2 separate regions of the Anas platyrhynchos genome follow, and region 1 is linked to region 2. Evidence: chromatin contacts called from public Hi-C data. All regions are on one chromosome and are shown on one strand. Each heading gives the region's core, a stretch centred on a gene start, on an enhancer-like site or on the middle of the called end of the contact. The rest is flanking DNA. Distances are from core to core; before and after follow the strand shown.

Region 1 (2,700 bases), core at 87-2,586, 130 kb before region 2:
GGGTACCACGGGCAGCAGGACCTGCTGTGGAGGGATTGGAAGGAAAAGAGAATTTTATGTTTTTCTACCAATAAACGTTGAGCCAGCAGCTAACAAGGCAAAAATCCACTTCCCAGTAACCTACGCACAGCACAGCACAAGGAGCCCAAGTGTCTTTCCTCCTCCTCTGCCCGGCAGCATCCTGCAGACACGAAACCCCTCCTTCGTTCCTGTGGCTGCCTTTCTCTGGAGCTCCTTCCCAAAAGTCCCCGGCCGTGCTGCGAGCTGCGGAGCAGGCTGAGAAGAGGGCCGGGCAGCAGCGCCTGCATGGCTGCAAACCAGCCCAGCTCCTCCCGGCTTAGCCCGCAGCGTACAGGAGGGGGAGCGTTTGCTGCAGTATTTGCTGCAGGACTTGCTGCTTCCCCGTGCCCACCTGGGCTCGCTCTCCCGTCCCCCTGTTAGGGGAGGACTCCTTGAATCATTTCTGAGCCTGCATTTGTCTCCCTCAGCCGAGCTTGGCCACAAAATTACCCCTTCCCCTTTCAGCATCACTCATTGCCTCTTCAGTTTTCCCACCCCGCTTTAGACAACGTCTCCTGTTATTACAGGGGGCTTCAAAGAGGTTTCCCGTAAACAAGGATTTGATCTACAAGCTTTGGGGACACGCACATGGCTTGAGCTCCATCTCCTGTTTCAGGAGCCACACCAAGCATCAGCCAGACCCCTGTAGCTACACACACGCCCTCCTGGCCAGCAGATCGCGGGCAGCTGAATTTTCCTGAGATGTTCTGGTAGTAAGAAGGGAAGGAAGGCCCGGTGTAAGCATTTTCCCTTATAAAAATACCCAATTTCATTCATTCAGTTCTATATTCAGCAGATAACACTCAGCATCGTGATCGCTGCCCCTGGGAGCCAGGGCAAAGCAGCCCCACAGCACGTGTGCAGCTGTGTGTGCGCGGCTCCACTGCTTTCATCTCAAGTGACCTCGCAAGGCTGACAAGCTGGGCTCACGAGAAGCCTTTTCTCAGCCTTTGGTTGAGTCTCACCCCTCGTTAGCACCCATTTAAGCAAAATATATATTCAAAACTTAAAAACAGCATCCGGGACTGCGGATGTTTTGTGGTCCTGGGCTCCTTTTTCTAGCCAGAAAGGCAACGTTTCAGCTCATCATCGGATAATTCTCTTGAAAACGCAAATGAAGAGGAGAAAAATGGTTTTAAAAACACCTATGTAAATAAATATATAAAATAATACGTATTTGGCAGTGAGAGCCCTCCCCGTGTGTGCATGGACATGCCCAGGGCAGCCGTGGTGGGCAGCAGCAGACGCCTCCCGTCTCACAAAGGCTGTGCCCCACAGTTCTCCGCCCCATCACAATGCCCGGGTGAGCCCCGAGGCCCGCGGTGGCAGCTGTGGGGCCATGGGGGGAGAGTGAAGGCCACCGAGTGCCACGCGCCATGCGTTGAAGTCCTCGAGCCCTGGAGCAGAAGGCCCGCTGTGGTGAGGCCCGCCGGGATCGCTTGACATGCCGAAAACCGACGCGGGCGAGAGGCTGCTCTGCGAGCTGGGCTACAAGCTGGGCCAGACCCTGGGCGAGGGCAGCTTCTCCAAGGTGAAAGAGGTCACCTCCAGCAAGTACAAGGTCCCCTTGGCCGTCAAGGTGGTGGACCGGCGCCGAGCCCCCCCGGCCTTCGTCTACAAGTTCCTGCCGCGGGAGCTCTCCATCCTGCGCAGGATCCGGCACCCCAACATCGTGCGCATCTTCGAGCTGATCGAGGTGTGCAACGGCAAGCTCTACATCGTGATGGAGGCGGCGGCCACCGACCTGCTGGAGCTGGTGCAGCAGCGGGGGAAGCTGCCCTGCGTCCCCGAGGCCCGCGACATCTTCGCCCAGGTGGTGGGGGCCGTGCGCTACCTGCACGACCGCAACCTGGTGCACCGGGACCTCAAGTGCGAGAACGTGCTGCTGGCTGCCGACGGCCGCCGGGCCAAGCTGACCGATTTCGGGTTCAGCAAGGAGGCCGGCACCTTCCCGGAGCTGAGCACCACCTTCTGCGGCTCGGCAGCCTACGCGTCCCCCGAGGTGCTGCTGGGCATCCCCTACGACGCCAAGAAGTACGACGTGTGGAGCTTGGGGGTGATGCTCTTCGTGATGGTGACCGGCTACATGCCCTTCAACGACACGCACATCCGCAGCATGCCCCAGCAGCAGAAGCAGGGGGTGCTGTACCCGGAGGGGCAGCCCCCGCTGCCGGAGCCCTGCCGAGCCCTCATCGCCCAGCTGCTGCGCTTCAGCCCGGCCGCGCGGCCCGGCGTGGGGCAGGTGGCCAAGAACAGCTGGCTGAAGGGGGACATCTGAGGGAGGAGACCCTCAGGGCGCTCACACCTTGGCACAATCAATGCTGTAGAGGAAAAAATAGGTGTTAATTGATTGTTTCCAGCTGCGGGCTGTGGGCGGGATTGAGCTCGATGCGTTGGCGAGGCCGCCTGGTGGTTCAGGTGGTGGTGGTGGCATCAAGAAGGCGGCCGTGCCCCTTCACAAAGGGGACAAATGAGCCCACTGCACGTCAGGCTTCAAGCCACGCTGACCGTGGTGAGCAAGGGCTAAGAGCAAACCGCCAGGCTGCTCACCCCAGAGCACCTCCGGGGGCCAGGTCTGAGCTCTCCCACCGAGCCAGCCTTGTTTGCCACCAAAACGGGTTGAGATGAGGTGGGGGAGAA
Region 2 (2,926 bases), core at 373-2,872:
CTAGAAACAACTTTGTGAACTTTTGATTAGAAGATTACCATGTCCAGGATTACTTCTCCATTGCTTGAGACTTTTTCTTCCCTTTCAATAGCCCACACAATTTAGACGCTTGCTTCTTACTCGCCTACTTTTACTGGTGCTAAAACACCAACCAAGGGGAACAAAACCTTGTGCAGCAATGATTAAATTTGACCTACCACACTCAATGAGGGCTTGAACCTTTCGCTGGCCAGTTCCCACCCATGCTCCTAGCCACCTCCAGCTGAGGGCTGCAGCCTCACCACGCTGTTGTGCCTGGATGTCCCTCAAGAAACTCCCTCTCACCCCAGGGCTGCCCCAGGCTTTTTACCTCTGCCCTCTGCTCCACACCTGCCTGGCTGGCCCCACAGCTGTCCCCATTTTGGCCATCATCCTGCCTTCCCCATAGCATGTGCCACAGAGCGGGGCAGGGATGGAGGACCCCTCTTCCCGGACACCGATCTCTCCAAACCTCAGGTGAGGAGCAGCCTCTCATTACCCTAGTTTTGGGGAATGACACTTACCTGATTCTTTTTCTCACCGGCTCTTGAAGCAAACCTGAATAGATGCTAGCACCAGATAGCAAGCAGCACAACGTTATCGTAATAGCAACCGCTCCATCATAAAGCTGCTTTTCTAGGTTAGTGGAGAGGGCCAAGCAAAAATCAGAGGGACTGGATCCCTGTTACTCTTTTATTTACTGCGATGGCATGAGCTACCTGTCTTCTGACCATTATGGATATCAGTTCTGAAAGGATGCTTAGAAAATAAGTACTTAATCCAAAAGGAAAATAAATAGCTATCAATATTTATTTAAAGGATAAAGAAAAAGTGTGGTGCAATAGTTCCCCCTACTGACAGCCTGAAATTAAATTACTAATAAATGTTATTTCCTGGGCGGTCCTCACATTGCTGAGTGTCCCAGTGTTGCACCTACACGAGCCTACTGGTACACCATAAACCACGTAAAAATCAGTCACCTTAGAAAACTATGAAGATTTCCCAAATGGTAGAGAAACAAATCTGAGAAAATGCCAGTAGATCCCTCAGATCATTCATCACGTATGCAAAAGGGCAGTATGCAGTCTCACAGAAAGAGGATTATAACACGTGCGTGAATGTGTGTACTCTGAATTAGACGCTGGGATGTCCATGAGCAAAAAAACAGGAGCACAGGTAAAGTGCTGCTGTATCTCCTCCTCTCTGTGTGACACATTTGGGTCTGAGCAAGTCAAACTGTCAAACTGAAAATGCTAATGTGGTTTTGTACACTGATTATTTAATAAAATCCTAAAGAAAACGCTCCAGTACGTTATAGCTTCATCTCACTTGAAAAAGGTAATGGACAAATATGCAACAGTACAAGACGAAAGGACATTAAATACAGAGACTGCAGAAGTGCACACTTCTATAAATCAGGATTTTGCAGAGGTCTGTTATGATCCTGGCTCTCAAAATAAAAATGCACATGAAAAAAAATCTAAATGCTATTAAAAAAAAAGCCTGATCTCATTTCAAGCACATGTATGGTGAAGATGACGTCTACCAGCAGATCTGGAAGTTACCTATGTATCAGAGAGTCTCACATCACTTTCAATTCTCCCTCTGCTCTGTCTGGAAAATGTAATTACACATCAGCAGTGACACGCACCTTCCTTTTAACTACATCTCCCGCACCTGGCTTTCTCACTTGCACGAGGTTTCATGTTCCTCCAGCCCAGCGCCTAACACTGCTCCAGCAGCTCACTGGCACTTCCCGAGAGCACGCCTTTTGTTCGCTGCTTGTACAGCTTGGCACGGAGAAGCCTTGCTCGTGACTGGGGTTTCTGGTAACACACGATGTTACAAATAAAATAATAATTGCCCAAAGGAAGCCTCTTTAGGGCAGACTGCAGCTGCTTTGTGTGACATCAAAGACTCGATCCTACCATTCAAGCTCTGTGCTGAGGTAAGACAGATTTGAAATTGTCCTAATTTAGCATTTGCCATTTGCTTTGGTTTTAGCAACGATGCACCTGACGTTACAGAGATCCATTTTCCAATAATGTATTTAGAGAAAAAATAATACTCGGAGCATGCCTGTTGTCATAACCCTGTCATAATAATATTTACTGATCCGGATGGTGTCAGGCTGTTAACCCTTTAGGACAGGGACCGAGCCTTTTATCTGAGGCGCTGCCTGAAACGAGCAGCGCGGGCAGCCGCTGCAGGAAGTGGCAGCACGTAGCATTTCCACGCTGTTCCTCCAAACTCCTCTCAGGGCTGTCCTCAGCCTTTTCACGAGCGCTAATTGCAAAAGCTGGCTAGCGAAGCTCCCGTGCCAGAAAGCTGCTGGCCCCCTGATCCCGGTGGAGAGGGAGCAGCCTGGCTCCCTGGGAGCGCGACAGGCCGCAGCCCTCTGCCTTCCACACAGGCTCGGGCGCCACAGTATAAACTGGAGATTTTTTTAAATTTTTGGCTCAATAACCTCCTTCTGGCCATTTCCTAAGTGCCAGAGCCGTGTCACGCCAGCTGACCCAGCGCGGCGCGGTGACTGCTGCGTGGCCACGCTGCTCGCCGTGTTTCGTAGCCCAGACACGACTCTCGCTCCCGTCCCGCTCCCCGGGGCGGCGAGGGCGCAGCTGACGCACAGGAAAAGCTGCCGGGACGGGGCTGGGGCGGCATAAAGCACGGGGCAAGGCGGCAGACACGCCTGGGGACGCCGCCTGCAGCAGGGCTCGGCTGGGGAGCGCTCGCACAGGCAAGTGGGGGCATCCTGGGGGGGGGCTCTGTCTGGTCGTCTGTCCCGCTGTCCATCCACCCCAAGCACATCTTCAAAAGGCCTCGTGCCCGGGGGATGCGGGGTGCTGAAGGCAGCGAATGGAGGGGTGCCTTTTACTTCACTCCGGGGGGCTCTTGCCCCCCGGCT

The links. A called contact is a pair of places that touch in the nucleus more often than the background predicts.
Region 1: a contact with region 2 is called in a Hi-C map of F1 follicle, with 3 times the contacts expected there. The contact joins the promoter of TSSK6 here to the promoter of STAT4 in region 2. A contact is called at or near these places in 4 of 8 Hi-C or Micro-C datasets (F1 follicle, liver, skeletal muscle and 1 more).

Annotation. Positions count from the first base shown.
Region 1 is chr7:36,451,518-36,454,217 of IASCAAS_PekinDuck_T2T, reverse strand. TSSK6 (testis specific serine kinase 6) reads left to right here and starts at 1,336. Exons shown (of 1, transcript XM_038182391.2): 1 at 1,336-2,700. The coding sequence starts at 1,505. The coding sequence ends at 2,338. It overlaps LOC106018973 (a long non-coding RNA gene), which reads right to left. Exons shown (of 7, transcript XR_011810496.1): 3 at 1-24.
Region 2 is chr7:36,323,302-36,326,227 of IASCAAS_PekinDuck_T2T, reverse strand. STAT4 (signal transducer and activator of transcription 4) reads left to right here and starts at 1,622. Exons shown (of 24, transcript XM_072040507.1): 1 at 1,622-1,966. It overlaps LOC119717429 (a long non-coding RNA gene), which reads right to left and starts at 503. Exons shown (of 2, transcript XR_005266939.2): 1 at 198-503.